Regions from separate parts of the Mus musculus genome. Here all the other regions are linked to region 3. The links are chromatin contacts, called in public HiChIP or PLAC-seq maps. All regions are on one chromosome and are shown on one strand. Each heading gives the region's core, a stretch centred on a gene start, on an enhancer-like site or on the middle of the called end of the contact. The rest is flanking DNA. Distances are from core to core; before and after follow the strand shown. Region 1 overlaps Snx13 (sorting nexin 13). Region 2 has its middle 4.6 kb from the start of Gm40385. Region 3 overlaps Hdac9 (histone deacetylase 9).

Region 1 (2,960 bases), core at 456-2,955, 350 kb after region 3:
TATGAGCACCTGGACCCATTCTTATCCAGACCCATCAGTTAGGTAGCTACAGTGAAGGATTTGCTTAAGGCTGTGGCAGTAAAGAGGGGAGACTCCAGGAGGTATAAAGGGTAAAACACAAACAGGCTTTGCCCACTCATAGGAGGAGCAAGTTCCAAGAGGATGCTTTAATACAGTTCTGATATTTCTTTTTTAATAATTGAGCAGGCATTAGTCTCTTTAAGGGAGAGAATAAAGGAGATATTTGGTGAATGCAGCCAGTTTAATTTTGCACATGATGAGTTTATAGTACACATGAAAAGTTCAGGCATAAATAGAATGTAGTTGAGTAAGTTTATGAAACTTGGTGTTATATGTTCAGGAAAAGTGATGGATTAGAAAACAAAGAATATTTGAGGGTTATGTGCATAATTGTAAGCCCAGTCCTCAGGATTATATATTTTCTTGTGTTTAGAAATAATCACAGGTATACTTACAAAATAATTTTTATTTATCTTGGTCCCCTTTCTCACTTTTATCACATTACAGACATTTCTGTGTGCAACCCCTTTTGTAATTTCTGATCTTTCCTCCCTTACTCCACTGAGTTAATTATTCCTGAGGTAATTGGATTTATTCTAAATTTAAACTAAGGTGAAAGAATGCTTAAGTCAAAGCCATTTGTGAAATGGGCATGTGTTTATGCCTTAACCTTCACTAAGAAATGGGCTCTTTGCAATTTATTACTCTTGTGTTTTCTCACTCTGATAGTGACTTAAGTATAGACAGTTGTCTTTTTCTTTAATTAAAAGAGGAGTAAAATTTTATCTTTGCAGCCTGACTGCTACTTCCGAGACCGATGAGGAGGTTAACTTGAGGCTAGGAGTTTAAGACCAGAAAGGGTAACCTAGTGAGAGACCATTTTCGAACAAAATTAGACTCAGCATCAAGAAACCTTTTAGCGTGTGTGGAGACCATGGCTCTAGTGCATGCCATGTTCATTTTCATGGTTGATACCACTATTGAACTTTCTTTATCTGATTACAGCTTTGTTAAGATCTTATGTTTGTTGATCCCAGCCAGAATTTTTTGATATTTTAAAAAAAAGTCAGAAACCTCGATTCATAGCGATATTTTAAATGTTTATTTAGAACCTAGACTATTAGGGAAGGAAAATATATATGTTGGACAAATGAAGAGGGCTGACTTTCTGAACCCTTTCTCAGTTTTTAAACTCTTTGTAATAAGCATAAGGCAGCAGCATCTACTACAGCATTTTACAATATTCTTGACACCAGTGGAAAAGGAGATGGGCTGAATTCCTGGATTTTTCTTTCATATCTTTTGTTTATTCTTTGATATATTTTGATAATACCACTTTCACTTCCCTTTTCTGCTCTCTCAGGTAATCCCAGCATCTCCTCCTTTCACCTTCATATTTTGTCTTCTCCTCTTCTTCGATTTTTATAATCCTGAGGATTTATTAGTTGAGCCTGCTCTAGTGCTGACTGAGCAAGCTGGCTTGAGTCTGTGCAGTGACTGAATATCATGGCCGCCTCATCATATCCAGCAGACAACATTTCAGAACATCCTCTGGAGCTTACGTATTTTTGCCCCCCTTCTGTGATGTTCTTGATTGGGTGAGTAGGTCGCAGTTGTAGGTACCCTGTTTAGGGCTGAACCCTGAACATTAAGTCACCGTCAGCGCTTTGACCACTTATGAGTCACCGCTTTAACTGCTGCCCACTGCACAAAGAAGAATCTCTGGCTGCGACTGAGAGCAGAACTACCCTAAGTGGGGAAGCATAAATGTTTAGAAGGCAGCTTGACAACATGCCCATTTAGCAAAATACCACTAGTATGAACTTTATTTATTTATTTATTTATTTATTTATTTATTGCCAAACTGCAAAAGTGTAGTTTGTGTTAGCTTTATTTTTGATACTGGCAACTAAGGCTATGGCTTTTTCTATGGGTTTTTCTTGTGTAGACTAGGATACACTCTATTCTGATACATATTCCCAGGCTACAAGACTACCCTTTGAAGACAGTTTAAAAGGAATTTGAGAACTGTTTCAGGTTTAGAAGCACTAACTTATATTAAAAAACTATTCCTCATTCTTTAAAAAATGTACTGTGTGTGTGTGTGTGTGTGTGTGTGTGTATGCTACAGTGCATCGTGGGGAGGTTAGAGAATGACTTGGAGTGAAGTCTCTCCTGTCCATAGGTTGCCAGGTGTGTACAGACATCTTTAGCCTGCTGAGCCATATGGCTGCCTTCCCCATCCTCGTTTGTACTGTAGGACATGCAGGCCACAGACTGGATCCTTCGGTATCCAGCTCCTTAATGTTGGGATTCTGACACAAACCAGCGTGCCAAGTTCATATTATCCTCTTTCCCTTGGAAGCAGAGCTATTTTATTTATACTTTCAGCATTAAGGCTTGACACAGGCCCGATTATTATACAATCAGTCTGAAATGTCCAAAAAATCTTTGAAGGACAGTAGTTTTTATATCAAGTGTTTACTTTCCTATATATAAAACAAGTTATTAGAGCTCAGTACTTAGTTCATTATTATTATTATTGATTTGTTTTTTGGGTTTTTTTTTTTTTTTTTTTGAGACAGATATCTTTGTGTAGCCCTTGTTGACCTGGAACCTGATCAGGCTGGCCTCAAACTCCACCAGCCTCTGCCTCTTGAGTGCTGAGACTAAAGGTGTATTCCATTATGCCCAGTAGTTCTGTGTTTAAAACAATATTTTTCTTAGTGGAATAGCTTCATGTGTGTTGCACCACAGTTAACTAATCATAGGAAATGACTAACTCACATTGAGTTTCCTGGTCTGTAAATGTGCAACATGTTTAGGCATTATTTATCTCCCTGCAGTGACTACTTGGGAGTAAGTGTTTGACTGTCCAACTGAGCCTTATGATTGTTGTGTTTTAAAAATATTCCAGTGAAAGATATCAAGTCTAAAAG
Region 2 (3,040 bases), core at 231-2,730, 310 kb after region 3:
TTCTAGTTGAGTAGCCATGAAGCTAATTGCCACCCTTGCCTTGTTCCTGGCATTGCCAACATTGCTTCCAGGACTTTTTATCTATATTGTATCTGTATCTGTATCTATCTGTATCTGTATCTATCATCTGTATCTGTATCATCTGTATCTGTATCATCTGTATCTGTATCTGTATCATCTGTATCTGTATCATCTGTATCTGTATCTGTACCTGTACCTGTACCTGTACCTGTACCTGTACCTGTACCTGTACCTGTACCTGTGTCTGTGTCTGTGTCTGTGTCTGTGTCTGTGTCTGTGTCTGTGTCTGTGTCTGTGTCTGTGTCTGTGTCTGTGTCTGTATCATCTGTATCATCTGTATCATCTGTATCTGTATCTGTACCTGTACCTGTACCTGTACCTGTACCTGTACCTGTACCTGTACCTGTACCTGTACCTGTACCTGTGTCTGTGTCTGTGTCTGTGTCTGTGTCTGTGTCTGTGTCTGTGTCTGTGTCTGTGTCTGTGTCTGTGTCTGTGTCTGTGTCTGTGTCTGTATCATCTGTATCATCTGTATCATCTGTATCTGTATCTGTATCTGTACCTGTACCTGTACCTGTACCTGTAACTTTACCTGTATCTGTACCTGTATCTGTATCTGTACCTGTATCTGTATCTGTATCTACTTCTATATCCAATCTATATCCATATCCATATCTATATACATTGTACTATGGAAATGTTTCCCAATTTGTAGAACTTTTAAAGTCTAGTCTTGTGTGTAGACTTGGGAGTGAGGATTGGGTATGTGTTTTATACAAACCTTGAGAAGTGATTCGAAGGTAAATTTTCACCTGAGAACAGTTCCTTGTTGTTCAACAGTAAGTTAACCAACTGCACAAATATTCATCACATCACATTTTGTGTAGGACCTCTGCATACAAAGACAGGCCTTTCAGTCTGGAAGTTCATTTTAACAGAGGGCAAAGCCCTCAAAAGCAACGGTGCTCATGCAATCCCTGTGGTGTGGCAAGTATGTGATCAGTAGCATCTCTACCTGAAGTTCAATGTTTCTACAGCTCATTCACAATGTGCTCGTCCTATAAATTGCATCATATAAGTCTATCATCTTCTGCTTTATAAACAATTCCAAACTGGCTTTCATGAATAGTCACTGTCTACATTAGTTTAAATTATTATATCTAAGTAAAATTATAAATTTACTGGGGTAAAGGGGTAGCTCCCTTGGAAAAGTGCTTTACTACCCAAGTGTGAGAACCTGAGTTTGATTACTAGCACTCACATAAAACAAAGCCAGGCTTGATGGTATAGAGTTGTAATCCTTGTGTTAGAGAGTTGAACCCCACATCTCCATGAGCCACTTCGGAAAGCAAGGGCCTGGAACAGGCTATGTAGACCAACTGGCTTTGCACTCACAGAGACATTCTCTCAACTCTCACCACCCAGTGAAGGGGTTAAAGGCATGTTCCTCTATGCCTGGCCATACTTCCCTTTTTGTTGATTATTTCCCTATGCTTGGGAAACTGTACTAAGCCTAGCAAATTGCGTGTCATTTGCTCATACTTTTCTCTGCTACAGTACAAAGGTGACAGCATTCTAACTCTTTGCTGGGTTATCTAGGCATGAATGATGTGTTTCACAGACGCCTTGGTACTCATAAAGCCTTGGGTAATGAGTTACCACGGAGATCTGTGGATTGTTCACTCAAACTCCATCTGCATGTCACAAAAGAATAGCTGGTAACAAACTCAGGGTTTCTGTGTTTGTTTTTTAACATTTGCTTTTTAACATTTGTTTTTATACCCCAACCACCGATTTTCCTTCCACCACCCTTCCTAGTCACCCCCCTTACTTACCCCTCCCCCAGATCCAAACCCTCAGATACATTTCCTCTTCAGAAAAGAGCTGGTCTCTAAGAGATGACAGTCAAACAGGACAAAACAAGATAGAGTAAGACAAGGCAAACGCCTTCCTATTGAGCCTGGGGACAAAGTAACCCTATAAGAGGAAAAGAGTCCCAAAGGCAGGCAAAAGAGTCAGAGATACAGCTGCTCTCACTGTTAGGAGTCCCACAGAAACATTAAATTAACAGTCATAACATGTATGCAGAGGACCTGGCATAGACCCACACAGGCCCCAAGCTTACAGCTTCTGTCTTTGTGAGCATGTGAGACCTGTTGACAACTACAGCCTTAAGCTCAGTTTTACACTTCATTGTTTAGGACAATACTTGTGTCACCGTAAGGTATTTTGTAGAAGACAATTACAAGTGAGTGAGCATCTGATAAAATCAGTGACTTACATAGCACTGTTCCAAACTGTGTTTCTCCGGATTTAACTTTCCCCTTTAAGAGCTGAACCAATAGCATGCTAGTTAGCAAACCTATCACAAGTGCCTACAAGGAAGATTTGAGTACTGTAAGGAATGCTAAGGGACCAATTCCTTCACCTTGCTGTGCCCATACACCTACAGGACTTATTCTCTCTCTGTGCCTCTTTCATCTATGTTTCAATATGGTTTTATTGTTAAGCGTATCTATCTATTAAAGTAGCTAATAGAGTAAGAGAGATTTATGAAGACAAATATACTGCAAAATAGTAGAGCTTTATAAGTCAAACTAAGCTGGATCACCCATACGAACAAGCTTCAGTTGTAGACTTGAAGATAGAATTTCTTTCTTTGTGGCAATTAATGCTCGTCAGATGGCAACTTTTAATGACTTATGTGATTTTTTTTAAGACGTGACACTAAGTTTCAACTAATCATACACATTGAAAGTGGCAAAATTCTTCATAAAATGGGCCAGTTGCTTTACAAGCTTTAGCCTCCCTGTGGTTGTCAGGAGCTGTGCTTATTACTCTAGTTGTCTTCCTGTGAAAAGCCTTAAGTATTTTGGGCTCACTTTAGGTTATTTATAATGTTGTCTCTTGGGTCTGAGGTGGTAGAGTTTTAGTTCTAAAAAAACTTTAAATTCTAAAACAAATTTACTTTAAATGAAAGCACTATATTATATACTATTGTGTGCATTATATTCCAAGG
Region 3 (2,967 bases), core at 47-2,546:
CAGAAGGCCCATGCAGGGGTCACTGCTCTCTGGTCTGCTATTCCTGGCTATGTGAGCTTTGACAAATCTTTGCAATGCCCCCTCCTCTCAGAGAGAAGATGGACAGGGGAGCTCTGACTATTCCTTTTCAGATGTAACCCCAAGGACAGCTGGAGAGAGGGGTGTGGCAAAAGTAAGGTATTCTTAGGGGTCCAAGACAAGATTTCTCAATTTCTATTGAGATAGAAGATAAACCACATTTAAAACAGTGAAGTATACAGAAACAGACCGAATCCAGCCTTACTGTAAAAATTACAGTTAAGTTTGTGGGGTCACACTGTTTCTTAGCATTTTTCCCTAGCTGTCTGTAACTCTCCCTTAGGAGACTGGTACTGTTATCTTCATTTAAGGTGGGGACGCTGAGGCATGAAAAGTTTAGAAACTTCTCAAGAAGACTATCTATAATGAAACCAAAACTTTGCCTGAAATGAATGTGGTCCCCAGAAGGTAGCATCTGGTGACACATTCCCCACTCTTTCACTCACTGGGAAACCATCCTCAGATCCTGAGTCCTTCTTCCCACCAGTCATCATTCCAGCTGCTGGGACAGAACTGACATTCATGAGTTGGTATGACAACGTAGGGAATTTTAGGTCTCTCTCGCTTAATGTTTACAATGGACACTTTCAAACTAATATACGCACCAATTCCGAAGTAGGTGCACATTACCGTGTTCCATGTGAAACAACAGCAGACCCTACAGTGGAGGCTAGGGAATAGGTGCCTTGTGAGCCATGAGCTATACATTCACCTGAAACTATCACATTATCAAAATGCTGAAGGCAATAGAATAGTTCAACTCTATAGGTAACTGAAGACCTTAAACTGCTTTAGGTCTGAGTTACATCGGGCTGTGCAGACAATGGCCCCCATGGTAAGACTGATAGCCCAGATCTGAAAACAAATGAACTTCCCAGTAGAAGCTTTTGCCAAGTCTAGAATTGTCCCCAGTCTGGAGCAGTAAACACTTACCGAGAGCTGCATTTCACTCACGCAGTTCTTTTCACTGCTGCTAATCAGAATCCCTTTTGTTTCCCTTGGTACAGGTCTATCTTCCCACACCCTACACATGATTACAGACTATTTGCAAAGGGAAACTTAGAGACACCCGGCACGATACTCTTTTCAGGGCTCGCTTAAAATCTTGAAAGAAACTCACCCGTTGTGTTGTGCATTCCTTCTTGGCCAAAGTGTGCCGTGGTTTCGAAAGCGAGCCCCGTCCTTCTGAACTTTTCTGTATCCGTTATAATATTAAAGAGCCACAAGGAAGGGAAGTGGTTAGTCAACTTGCTAATTTTATCAGTTCCCCACCACTCCCGGTTAAACAGTACCTGATGCTACAGACAAGAAATCAGTGTTGCAGTTAATTTCCCTGCCACGGCAAACCGGGAAGCAGAAGGAGGGACTGTATCTGGTTTGTAGCACAAGACACTCAATGAATGAACATCTTATTACTATTAATAAGAAGCCTAATAAATGCCAGACGCCAGTGATTCAACAAAATGAAGAGGAGGGACGAGAATGTCAGCTCATACTCCAGGAAACTCTGTATGGGTGGGAAGGGGGGGATTTTAATGCAGAGGACGTGTGGGACGTGGCTGGTGTTTCATTTGTTGATAAATTATTCTGCACTGGAATAGAGCCAGTTTACCGGATATAGAAACTTCCACCACTGGGGGCCCTGGCTCAGACCACTCTTCCTCTAGAGCTTAGTAATTAACAGACAGGACAAGGGAGAAAATGTGTGCCTCTGGATAAGGAAAATTTAAACACTCTCTGGAGGAGCAGCCATGAACTGTGTCCTGGAAGTCAAACTTGACAAGAAATGAGGAGAAAATATAGACCAAGAGACAGATTTTTAATGAAACAAAATGCTTTTGATGTTTCCATCCAACTCTGAAAGACTGCAACAAATATAAAACACTGCTGCCCCAGAACCCTGGACCAGGCCGTTTCCTGAGCTACTTAAATGGCTGGTATTTGAAGTAAATCTGAAGTGCTCACTTTGAAGTGCATCCCCCACCATATCTAAGGATTATGGAATTAGAGAAAAAAAGAGAGAGAGAATGTCTGCAAAGCAAATCATCTGGAAGGCTCATTAACCCTTGCTGCAGACTGGCTGAGAATGCATTCCCTCAAAGACATCCTGACAGATTGAAATCATGTAAAGTGACAAGGTCAAAAAGCCGGGCATGGTGGCGCACCCCTTTAATCCCAGCACTCGGGAGGCAGAGGCAGGCGGATTTCTGAGTTCGAGGCCAGCCTGGTCTACAAAGTGTGTTCCAGGACAGCCAGAACTACAGAAAGAAACCCTGTCTCCAAAAACAAAAAACCAAACCAAAACAAAACAAAAAACCAGTTAAATTCCATACTCTGGTGCAGTGTGAGCAAGGAAGGGCTCACAGGCACCCTTCCTTTACTACTATCCCCCAAATCAGTATCACTACCCAACTAAATAAAGGAGGGCAAAGAGCATGGAGAGCATTGCCCTTATTTCCCGTAAGCCCATTTTCTAACTTACATTTAAGGGAACGTGCTCCTTGATGTGTAAGTGATATGCAAGGAGAGCCCTACGAGGGGACCCTGCATAAGAAGCAAGAGCTTTAGAGCTCCACACACTCCCCACCCCCATTCCCACATGGACACCTGACAGGTATTAAGGTGGGAAGACATTCCTGGGAGCGCCACACTTCCAAAATGACCCTCTCGCTCACAGGCACACCTTCTCCCCAATTCCTCACAACTCCTCAGACTATCCTCTTCTGCAGGACACTGCAGCCCTTTGGACAAGCTTCCTCCCTACTCTAAGATGCTGGAATAGCCCTATCTGAAATCTTATAGCATAGGTCACTATTCTCTCTTTCCACTGAGGAACTATTTCACTGTGACATATGTCTAGAACACTGAAGGCCTTGTTACAGTTTAGGA

Evidence for each region. HiChIP or PLAC-seq counts read pairs in DNA pulled down with a chosen protein or histone mark.
Region 1: a contact with region 3 is called in an H3K4me3 HiChIP or PLAC-seq map of bone marrow-derived macrophages, with 8 times the contacts expected there. The contact joins two enhancer-like sites. A contact is called at or near these places in 1 of 39 promoter capture datasets (liver), 2 of 484 Hi-C or Micro-C datasets (B cells and bone marrow-derived macrophages) and 4 of 115 datasets of contacts at active chromatin or transcription factors (the 230-238 cell line, bone marrow-derived macrophages, large pre-B cells and 1 more).
Region 2: an H3K27ac HiChIP or PLAC-seq map of microglia shows a contact between it and region 3, with 6 times the contacts expected there. The contact joins two enhancer-like sites. A contact is called at or near these places in 1 of 15 datasets of contacts at CTCF or cohesin (pro-B cells), 3 of 484 Hi-C or Micro-C datasets (conventional dendritic cells, granulocyte-monocyte progenitors and macrophages) and 5 of 115 datasets of contacts at active chromatin or transcription factors (the 230-238 cell line, bone marrow-derived macrophages, embryonic limb bud and 1 more).

The regions. Positions count from the first base shown.
Region 1 is chr12:35,065,021-35,067,980 of GRCm38.p6, forward strand. The region is part of intron 1 of Snx13 (sorting nexin 13); the gene reads left to right. Among named protein-coding and RNA genes, the nearest start is that of Snx13, 19 kb to the left of the region's middle. Within about 2 kb of position 1,706, at least 35 of the 459 cell types and tissues checked have an H3K27ac peak or open chromatin away from gene starts, as enhancers often do. A contact at or near this core is called in bone marrow-derived macrophages, where this site is marked.
Region 2 is chr12:35,024,636-35,027,675 of GRCm38.p6, forward strand. No RefSeq gene overlaps it. Among named protein-coding and RNA genes, the nearest start is that of Gm40385, 4.6 kb to the left of the region's middle. Within about 2 kb of position 1,481, at least 65 of the 459 cell types and tissues checked have an H3K27ac peak or open chromatin away from gene starts, as enhancers often do. A contact at or near this core is called in bone marrow-derived macrophages, granulocyte-monocyte progenitors and microglia, where this site is marked.
Region 3 is chr12:34,713,080-34,716,046 of GRCm38.p6, forward strand. The region is part of intron 3 of Hdac9 (histone deacetylase 9); the gene reads right to left. Among named protein-coding and RNA genes, the nearest start is that of Gm46347, 73 kb to the right of the region's middle. Within about 2 kb of position 1,297, at least 52 of the 459 cell types and tissues checked have an H3K27ac peak or open chromatin away from gene starts, as enhancers often do. A contact at or near this core is called in bone marrow-derived macrophages, granulocyte-monocyte progenitors and microglia, where this site is marked.